2 separate regions of the Mus musculus genome follow, and region 2 is linked to region 1. The links are chromatin contacts, called in public HiChIP or PLAC-seq maps. All regions are on one chromosome and are shown on one strand. The core of a region is the stretch at or near the end of the contact, and the rest is flanking DNA. Distances in the headings are between cores, read along the strand shown.

The links. HiChIP or PLAC-seq counts read pairs in DNA pulled down with a chosen protein or histone mark.
Region 2: a contact with region 1 is called in an HNF4G HiChIP or PLAC-seq map of pancreatic cancer cells. The contact joins two enhancer-like sites. A contact is called at or near these places in 13 of 484 Hi-C or Micro-C datasets (cerebral cortex, colorectal tumor organoids, embryonic stem cells and 2 more), 3 of 115 datasets of contacts at active chromatin or transcription factors (embryonic limb bud, embryonic stem cells and pancreatic cancer cells) and 1 of 9 other capture datasets (embryonic stem cells).

Annotation. Positions count from the first base shown.
Region 1 is chr11:112,613,011-112,618,099 of GRCm38.p6, forward strand. No RefSeq gene overlaps it. Among named protein-coding and RNA genes, the nearest start is that of BC006965, 96 kb to the right of the region's middle. Within about 2 kb of position 2,786, at least 24 of the 459 cell types and tissues checked have an H3K27ac peak or open chromatin away from gene starts, as enhancers often do. A contact at or near this core is called in pancreatic cancer cells, where this site is marked.
Region 2 is chr11:113,162,634-113,167,722 of GRCm38.p6, forward strand. The region is part of intron 1 of 2610035D17Rik (RIKEN cDNA 2610035D17 gene); the gene reads right to left. All of the region lies in intron 1 of LOC115487747 (a long non-coding RNA gene), which reads right to left. Among named protein-coding and RNA genes, the nearest start is that of Gm39467, 31 kb to the left of the region's middle. Within about 2 kb of position 2,683, at least 86 of the 459 cell types and tissues checked have an H3K27ac peak or open chromatin away from gene starts, as enhancers often do. A contact at or near this core is called in pancreatic cancer cells, where this site is marked.

The DNA.
Region 1 (5,089 bases), core at 1,536-4,035:
ACAAAGGTCTACAGACCACAATTCAATCACCAAATTCAGCCCAGTGTCTGTTAGAAAGAGGTGCTAAAATAATGACCTACACGTTATCCACAGATGATTTTATTTTGATGGCAGAATCCAGTCTTTGTGACAGACTTTGGGCCTTAAAAGTCTAAACAATTTTCTATCTGAGCCTTTCTAGGAAAGAGTTGCCAGGCATCACACTAGAATATCTGTATGGCCCTTAGCTGGATGCATTGTTTCTTCTCTTGATCTCTTACAATTCATTCTCTACCAGGCAGACAGCTTTGTTTGTTTATAGAAGTCATACCATGATAGAATATGACCACTCAAAGCTGCCCATTAGCATTCACTATAATAAGAATAAAACACACTCTTCATTCCCTGGGCTAAGAAAATCTCACAATCTGGCCTCTGATTCCTCCCATAACCCCTTGATACAGACAAGCACAATCTCTCGAATGTATACACTGAAGCTCCAACACCCAGTGTGTCTGTATACAGGAATAGTTCTGAGGAAGGCAGTAAGATTAAATAAAGTTGTAATGATGGCGTTTTGATCCAACAGGCCTCTTTTTTTTTAAATATTTTTATTATTATGTATTTTCCTCAATTACATTTAGAATGCTATCCCAAAAGTCCCCTATACCCTCCCCCACACTTCCCTACCCACCCATTCCCATTTTTTGGCCCTGGCATTCCCCTGAACTGGGGCATATAAAGTTTGTGTGTCTAATGGGCCTCTCTTTCCAGTGATGGCCGACTAGGCCATCTTTTGATACATATGCAGCTAGAGTCAAGAGCTCCGGGGTACTGGTTAGTTCATAATGTTGTTCCACCTATAGGGTTGCAGATCCCTTTAGCTCCTTGGATACTTTCTCTAGCTCCTCCATTGGGGGCCCTGTGCTCCATCCAATAGCTGACTGTGAGCATCCACTTAGGCCTCTTAGACATCTAAGAAGAAGAGAAAGGTAGAAAGCTACCTCTCTCTTGCATGAATTAGGGAATAGCTTAGAAAGAATGAGAAGGTGTCTGTATATAGGCTGGGAAAAGATTCCCTGCTAAAAACAAAACGGGACTGTATCTTGATCTCGGACTGCAGAAGGGGGAGGAAATGAGTTACCGTTGTTCAAACCATGAAGTCGCAGGATTTTGTTGTGGCAGCTTAATGGGAAACATTCTCTCTGTCTCCGGTACTCTGACCTGGTAGCCCTGGAGGAAGGCGTGCTCCTGGTTACCTGATGCTTGCTGTTTGTTCTCATGGAGTGTTCACCCCACTGGATGCTGTTGGAGCTGTGACTCCTTACAGTTCAAGAAATGCCACAGGATTAATTATTTCGAATTTGGCTATGTTTAGAATCACCTAGGAGAGGTCCTTTGGGGAGCATCCATCTGTGGCGTTGTTTCTAGAGAGGTTTAACTGAATGAGAGTCACAGCATCACATGGGTTACGATCCCAAACTGGATATAAAGAGGAAATGGAGAGAGATTTCTGGGCATCAGAACTCACTTCTGTTTCCCAACCATAGATGCAAGGATGCCAACTGCCCATATTCCTTCGCCAGGCCTTCCCACCAGGATGAACTATATTCCTTCAAACCATGAGCCAGAGGAAACTCTTTCTTCTTTAAGTTGTTTTTGTCAGATGTCCTGTTACTCAACAAGAAATGTAAAATGATATGACGACTTTGGTTTATTGTCATTTTTCTCAGACTCTATCGCTGGCCAAGATTTTAAAATAACACCTCCACCCATATCCCTCTTGATACACGATATCCACAAAATTCCATGATTTAGGGTTTGATACTACATTAGCCCGTTGTTTCTTATAATATATACTCTATAGAATAATCCATTTTGATGGTTGATTCCCCTGTGTTATAAAGAAAACAAGAAGAGTCGATGGTATTTCGTAGGCACAAGACCCAGACTGTAGGAAAAGGTCATGTTGACTACTGGGATGAGAAAACCTGTGATAGACACATAAGTGTTCGAGGGAGCAGAGGGAGGGTCATGAATTCCATTTCTATCAGATGTTGGGGTGGCGATATCTCATAGTCAATTAGATATACAAGCTTGGAATTCATGAGAGAGATTGGGGTTAAAGATAAAAAATGTGAGTCACCCAGATTTAGATGATATTTAAAGCCATGATCCATAGCAAGGTTTGTTAAGTAAGAAATGTGTAAGTAAGAGAAAAGCCCCAGGAGCTCTGGGATTCACAATTATTTACAGGCTGAGGAATGAAGTGCATCAAAGCTAAAGGAAAGAGAAAATGACTCTATCAAGGGGACAGGAGAAACAGTAGAAAAACAATGAAAGGTGGCATTTCCAATGCTGAAGAAGTACCAGAAGAGGAATGGAGGTTCTGAGCCTGAGGTAGGAGATGAGTAACGGAGACAGAAACTTTGTGAGGTAGGGTGAAGAAGAGCCCATAAGACAAAGGTGATCGGAAGCTGGGAGGCAGAGCTAAAGGTAACAATTTCAAAGAGTTCTGTTAACATGGCAGAAAGAAAAATGTTGTAGGTGGAGGAAGCTAAGAGGAAGGGGACAGGGATCCAGAAGGGGAGTCCAGTGCACTGTGGATGGTAAGTACCAATAGATGGTAAGGACACTAGACTGCAAAGACCATGTCACAATCAAGAGTGGTCACCGATGAGGTGACGTGTTTACAGTGGCTATGGGTGGAATAGTACCCTTTGCTGGGATCTAGATACTGACTGCAGGGAAAGCAGAAGACACGGGGCTAGAAGAGGTAACGAGGTGACTCATTTTTAGGTGGCTGCCTGCTTGTTTTCTCAGTGAGTACAAGGTGAGGTCATCAACTGAGAGTGAGGGGGTGGATGTCAGGAGAGGAGATGTCACACTGTGGCCTGGGGTGGAAGGACTGAGTTGACCAGGGAAATGTAGAAAGATTGCCAGAGATTGCCAAGGGCCCATGGGAGGCCCATAGTCAAACATCAAGGCATGACCATGCAGTCCTACCCCATGTCTTTCTCCAGCTGGCCCCAAAAACACTGGTCCAGACTTATGGGAGGAACGTGTCTATGCTGAAACCGGGAGGAGATATTCAGATCTGCAGACTGGAGGGAACAGTGGGGGCTGTGTGCTTATGCGATGGTTTTGATGTCAGAGAAGATAATGAAGACATGGAAGAATGGGGGGATTAACCCAGAGGTCAGTGTGTCCAAGGACTAAAAAGAGTAAGGAATTTTCTGAGGTCAGGCTCATAGAGGTATTTGTCTAGAAGGTGGTAAATGGTGAGTGGCGAGTGGGATCCTCCACACATGATTTGAGAAGCCAGCAAGAAGATCCACAGTAACTGCACAGAGCTGAGAAATGAGCAAGCTGTCAAAGAGGAAGAGGAGAACATCCTTAGAAGATGAAAAAAAAAACAAAAACAAAGAGAGAACAAGTGGGGAGGTGGGGAGAGAGATGCAACATCTGCTGGGATTTTTTGTCCTATTCCTAGTCATAATAAATGTGGTGGTGCCCATGGTATGACCAAAGTGCTCAAGAGTAGGAGAGAGTGAGAGCTGACAGGTTGCTGGCCATGGGAAGAGCAATAAGGTACACATGATCTAAAGCCATGAGTATCAAAGGAGCAGAATTTCAGGAAGATAGAAAGGATGGTGAGATGGCCTGCGGATAGAATAAGGAGCTGGAAAGATGCACAGCTGCCTTGTAGAGATGCTGCCAAAGGCTAAAGGAAAGCCAGGGGCTTCAAAGAGTGCAAAGAGCATCTGAGCTTGCCATCATCAGCAAGTATGGCTCATTTTGGTATAGGCACAGTGAGCAGGTTTTAAAAGACCACATAGTGGGTAGTCATGTTAGATTGGGTGATATGCAGAGTTAAAAGACGAGAAAAGTCTATGCCTGTTTCCTCCAGAACAAAATATACCATATGTAGCTTATGAGAACAGAAATATACACTGTCATAGTTCTGCAGGTCATGTGTGTGTGTGTGACATCAGTGTCAGCTGTGCCACATCACCTTTGTGACCCACAGGGAAAGAGTCTTCTTGCCAGTTCCAGCTTCTGCAGCCCCAGTCTGTCACTACAGTCTCCACAGGATATTGTACGGTCTGTCCCTCAAACAGTCTTTACTCTGTGCCTGGCTGTCTCGGGGTCCAAATTTCTCCTTTTTAATAGGGACACCACTCATGTTGGATGAGGGCCCACCCTAATGACCTCATCTTAACTTGATTAAATCTGTGTGCCTGGGCACTTGAGCTGTTACAATAAAAACACTATAAAACTGGTCACTCACAAGCAACAGACATTTGTGTCTTGCAGTTCTAGGGGCTGGGAAATTTAAGATCAAAGCACTAACAGGTTTGGGAGCTGGCAAAGGCTCCCTTCCTGATAGACAGGTACCTTCTAATGATATCTTCACGGGATAGGCAAACAACCTTCTCTCCTGCCCCCTGAACTTCTAGTCCCATCCATGACAGCTCTACCCTTGTGGCTAAATTTCTTCTAATATTACATGGGGGATCAGGTGTAGCCTCTCCTGCCAGCATTAAAGTTCACAAAACAAAAGGATCGTCCACCTCCATTCACCGCTCACGCCCCTGTATATAGAACCATACATACCCAGTATCATGTACAATCACAATAATCTGCAACTATGCTAAGTCCTAATACTCTTGGCTTCTTGGAGTTAAGGTGTCAGCATAGCTCTTGGGGGTAGCACAATTCAACCCATAGGAAGGTCAGGCTGATATCACATGGTCCTCTACCATTTACACAACAATGGAGTGAATTCTGGGGTTTTCTTGTGTGGGCAAGCAGTTTGTGTCCTGGGATTGTTGTCTAAATGGGTGAGTGAGAAGAAAGGCATCATGGCAAAGAAGTGTGGTCCCACAAAGATATAGTGGACATATGAGTTCAGGCCAGCACAAGACGTCTGTGAGCCTGCTTTGTAGACTGGGTGGGTAGGGTGCAGCTAAGTAGTCAGTAAACCTTTCTGTTACTCAGGCACTAGTTAACTAGATTCAAGTTACACTGTTCTAACTCTAAAACAACAACAAAAAATTGAAAGAAAAAAAACCCACCTGGGTTGTTTTGTCCTCAGAGGCTCTGCACA
Region 2 (5,089 bases), core at 1,433-3,932, 550 kb after region 1:
TCACCTCAGGCATTGCCCTGTGAAGCCTCTCCAATGAAAGGACTTTTTCTTCTTGAAAGACATCTGGGGAGCCTCAGCAGACAAGCGCTGTCAGGCGGGATGCCCCAGAAGCTACCCAAGACCTGCATCTGCCCTGGCCTGACCTGGCGGCTGCCTCTTCTCCTCCCCACAGCTCCACCTGCCTAGAAAAGTTCTCTACCCTCTGCCTGGTTACATCTCCTAGCTTCCAATTCCCAGAATAAGGCTTGTAAACACACACACACACACACACACACACACAGAGTCAGAGAGAGAAAGAGACACAGATACAGACAATCTCTCTCTATCTCTCTCTCTCTCTCTCTCTCACACACACACACACACACACATGCAAACCACCCACAAAACATACATGTACCTGAAAATAATGGTATTCACTAGCACAGGTAAGACACAGTAGAACACACACACACACACAGAGCACATGTCACCTTGGCAGGGCATATATCCCAAACTGAGGTTTCCTTGATGAATGCCCCTGAACTTCCTCTGTCCAAACCTCCAGGGTAGCTTCTCGCACAGAGTCTGAGTGGGAAGAGCCACCCATGACCAGAGGAGAAAGCCACAAGGCTCCGACTCAGACCACACGAGGTAGGGTAGCATGAGGAAGGCAATGGAGGCCTTGCAGCAGGGCCTCGAGTCTGGCTCTCAGATGTCACATCTGCTTGATCAGGCAGAGAGCTGTCGGTCAGGGCCTCAGTGTCACAGGCATCCAGAGGTGACCACAAGGGAGTTGCTGGGGTCTTGGGAGGACTAAACAGCAAGACCGAAGCAAAGCTCTTATCTCACAGGAAGCACTTCTGTAACCAATGGTCTTTTAGGAAACTCCGTCCCGTAGACAAAAACCAACTCAAGATGGATTCCAGAACTCTAATATAGGGAAGAGACTGGCCACCAACTCCATGCTCTTCACACACACCCTGTAACTGAAATGGATGTATTCCATCTTGAAACCTGAACTGTGAGTGTCTGTGAGTTCCTGTCTTGGTAATCAAGAGCTCTGCATGGCTGAAGAGCCACATTCGCACAGAGCTGCTCGGGGCCGTGTGGACACAGCGGACACGCTGGGCTTTCCTGGGCTATCATGGGGGTCCACGTGCTGCAGTGACTGATGGTGGGTCTCCTTTCCGTTCCTGCCTCTCTTTCCGTGGTCTCCTTTCTCTTTTTTGAGAAGCCACACAACTCCTGAGCCTCTGTGAGGCACCAGATAGTACACTTGCAGGTGAGTGAGCCTTAGGATAGCGTAAGAATAAAAGTACAAATTGTCCTTTGCCAGGCGACAGGGGGCCCTCTGGCCCAGGGGAAGCTGGGAGTTAGCCTGCTTGGCTAGGACAGCTTCTCCAGGTTCCTCCTTTCCCACTGCCCTCCCCAGCTGGGGTGGGGTCACAACCTCCCTTAGCCCTGCCTGCCTCTGGACAAGTCTAGCTCAGGCCCCACACTGTGCCTGGCCCTAGGGGCAGGCAGATCTAGGAGGAGCAGCCCAGCCCCCAGCCCCCACCCCCACCCCCACCAGCCGGCTGCATTTGTTCCAGGGGGGCAAGGGTCTGGTGCAGTGACCCCTGGGACTCGCCTCTCAGTCACTGGCCCAGGCAGCTGGGAAAGGCTCTGACCTCCACAGAGACAGAGGGCTTCTGGGAGAGGAGCCCCAGAAGAGAGGCCTGAACTCAGAACCTACTCTGTTTTCCTGAGAACAGTCCTGGTCTTAAATGGAGCTACAAAAAGGAAAGCACTTCCAATCAGGAGCTTAGCTCTTCATTTGGCTTTCCCTGTAAGAGACAATCTTATCACCTTCTTCCAAACGCCCCCCGCCCCCCTCCCCCCCCCCCAAACCATAGCTTCAGTGAGACCCGGGTGACCCAAACCCCTGCCTCTGCGTACAGAAACCCCAAAGAAGGACGTGCTTTTAAAACAACATCTACAAACAAGCTTGTGAGGAAACCCCTTGGCTCCGCAGTGAGTGGGTGTGCACTGAAAACGGAATGAATGAAGTGACCCTGCTCAGGGGTGGAAGGGGTACACATTTGTGCAACCAGAATAGACCTCGGAGAGAACTATTTCTAAGGCAAACTCACGGAGGCTCTTTGTTTTCGGTCGCCCCTTGAAGGGTTTGACACAGAATGACTGCAAAGCTCATCTAGGAAAGAGTTTCCAATCTCTCCTCCTTCCTCCTCTTCTTCCCCCGCCCCCCCCTTCTCCTCCTTCTCCTCCTCCTCTTCCTCTTCTTCCTCCTCTTCCTACCCTTCTTCCATTCTGTGTTTAGCTAGCTTTCTCTCCTAAGTACAAACTCTAGACAAGAGTTCAGACTAGCTATCACTTCTGCCCCAAAGACAGTGATCACCACCAGGTCAGGATGCAGATGGCTCTAAACCGTTCTTTAGCACACTAGGGCGTCTGACCCGCTGCTGGGGAAGCTGCAGGAACACACAGCACAGAACACAATACCAACACCCCAAACTTCCTTCGCTGCAGGAGAAACTAGCTCTGAGCTCTGCATTTGTGCTCAAGCAGAACGGGCAGGCGTCAGGCGCTGCGCCCCACCAGCAGCCAGGGCACAGTCGGGCGCCTGGATGACCACTGCAGCTCAGCCAGGGGCCCGGAGGAGAAAGCAGGCACACGGTGGAGCCACAGCGCCATCAAGTGGTCAGTTTGCGAATGGTCGCGAGACGCATGCCCTGAGCTCAGGGACAATGTCCAGGGTTCCCAGTGTCAACTGTCCCTGGAGAAAACAGGGCTGCCAAGCCTTCATTCCAGGACGTGGGGCAGGAGCCTACAGCCGGACACCATCTGTCAAGGCATGCGACACCCTCCAGGGCTGACCTGGAATCTGCCCTGGAGGATGTTCGGAGACCCTGTTCCAACTCTGAGAGAGGTCATAACCCAGGCACCGCCCTCTCCTCTAGCAATGTGCTCAGAGCCTACAGGTTTCTCAAGAGCTATGGGGCAGAGAGGGCACCACCTGAGTAGCAGGCCTATCAGCCTGCCTGAATTATGCAGGGATGGGGCAACAGAGAGACAGCAAGGCAGCTGCGAGTCCAGGCTGTGGGAAGGAATGGAGCCTCCGAGTGGGAGTTGCCGCCTGCAGCCCTGACAGGCCATGGCTTTAACACTCCCTTCTGGAACTCAGCATTTAATTCCAAGTGCCTCCTGGGACAGATCTGGTCCTTGGAGTCAAATTACAGTCCAAGAAGGACTCAAAACACAAAAATAAAAACACATACTTTGCAAATAGAGGAGTGTTCCAGACCAGTGTATATCTGAAGACCTAATTATATTATTTTCCTGCACATTTATAACTATGATAGAATTTAGTATGAAAAGCAAATTAAGAGATTATCAATAACTATTAAACAACCAGAATAATTATAACAATACACTGGGGGGGGGGTGTTAAAAAAATCACTCAATATTTACAAATTCTTTATTTCTGAAATTTTCTACTTAATATATTCTGATACCGTTTCCAGCAGAAAATAGAGTTGCAGACATGAGAGGGGGCAGTGCTGTGTAAAGGCGGACAGAACAGTGGGGCGCCCTCTGTCCTAGTGCTGGCTCTGCACATGCAATCTCTGTCCTAGTGCTGGCTCCACTGCACACAGGACCTTGTTCAGCTTTCACCACAACCTTAGGAGATGGGTTCTTTTTATGATCTTTTTCTATAGGAAAGGCAGAACCCAGAAATGAAACACCCTACCCCTAGCTGCCCATTGGAGAGGGACAAAGCCAGGCCTGGATTCCAACACTGGCTTCCTGCCTCCAGACGCCATCCTCCCTCCCTCCCTCCCTCCCTCCCTCCCTCCCTCCTTTCTCTCCCTCCAGGGGGAACAAGGTTTTATCAGACAGAGATGTGCACATTTTTCAAGAGGGAGGGGCATCTTTGCAGACAGAGCTGGCTAGAAATGCCTAGCTAGGTTTGGGCATGAGAGATTGTGCAGGTGAGGGGCTGAGGCCTTCAGGGTGGACCCTGCCCTTTCTAGCTTCACTCCCACACCAATCTTAGGCCTCCCTCCCGGAAGCACCTTCTGCATGGGCCCCTCCCTGCTCTGGCTTCTGCAATTGACTTCCAGGCCAGCGTGCCCAGCTCGCCCTTGGAGCTGCCAGGACTCAAGGTTATTCAATGACACCCCAACTGCCAGATACAAAGAAACTGTTCTCAACCCTCCCTCCCCTGGAGGCTCATAGCTCTGACATTCCCACTTGCAGAAACACACTTGCATGCTTGTGCGAGTGTATACATGTGTTGGGGGGGGGGCGTGTGTGCCTGCGTGTGTGCCTGCGTGTGTGGAGGACAGAAGTCCACTTTGGGCATTTTCTTCTGCTGATCTCTGCCTTGGTTCTTGAGATAAGGGTCTCTTAGTAAACCAGCAGGCTCACCGATTTTCCTAGGCTGGCTGGCCAGTGAGCTCGTTGTGTGTGTGTGTGTGTGTGTGTGTGTGTGTGTGTGTGTGTGTGTGTGATGTGTCCAGTCTCTGCCTCCCCAGTGCTGGTATTACAGCAGCCAAGAGCATAACCCTGCCTTGCCTGGCTTTTAAGCAGATCTTAGGGCTCTGGCTGGGTCCTCCTGCCTCCAGAGCCAACACTTTACCCACCGAGCCATCTCCCAGAAACAGCTGTTCTCGGAAGCCTCGGAACACAGCGACATAACATTTCCTTGTCTCCTTCTCACTTTTGTGGATGCTCTATGCTCACAAGTCACCTGCTTCATAAACTGCCAGTGCGCAGCAGGGAAGTCAGACCACGGTGACAAAGACAGCTACAGGCTGGGCTTCATCCGAGCCCTCATGAAGTATCACATGAGCGTCTGCTGTCTAGACACCCTCTCTGGCTTCTCCACATAATGGGGACCACTCAGCAGGACGAAGCTGAGGGACCGAAGCTGAGGGACGTGTAATGTCAAGGTTTAGCGGGATGCTGGTGCAGAACAGGGCTCCCAACGGCTGCCTTATCAGGCCCCGAGCTGGGTCTGTCCCTCAGTCCTAGGCCCTCAGTCACCTCGCCGTCTGGTCTGCGCCCTGTAGGATGAGATCGCCCAGAATGCACCTTCTCTAAAGCT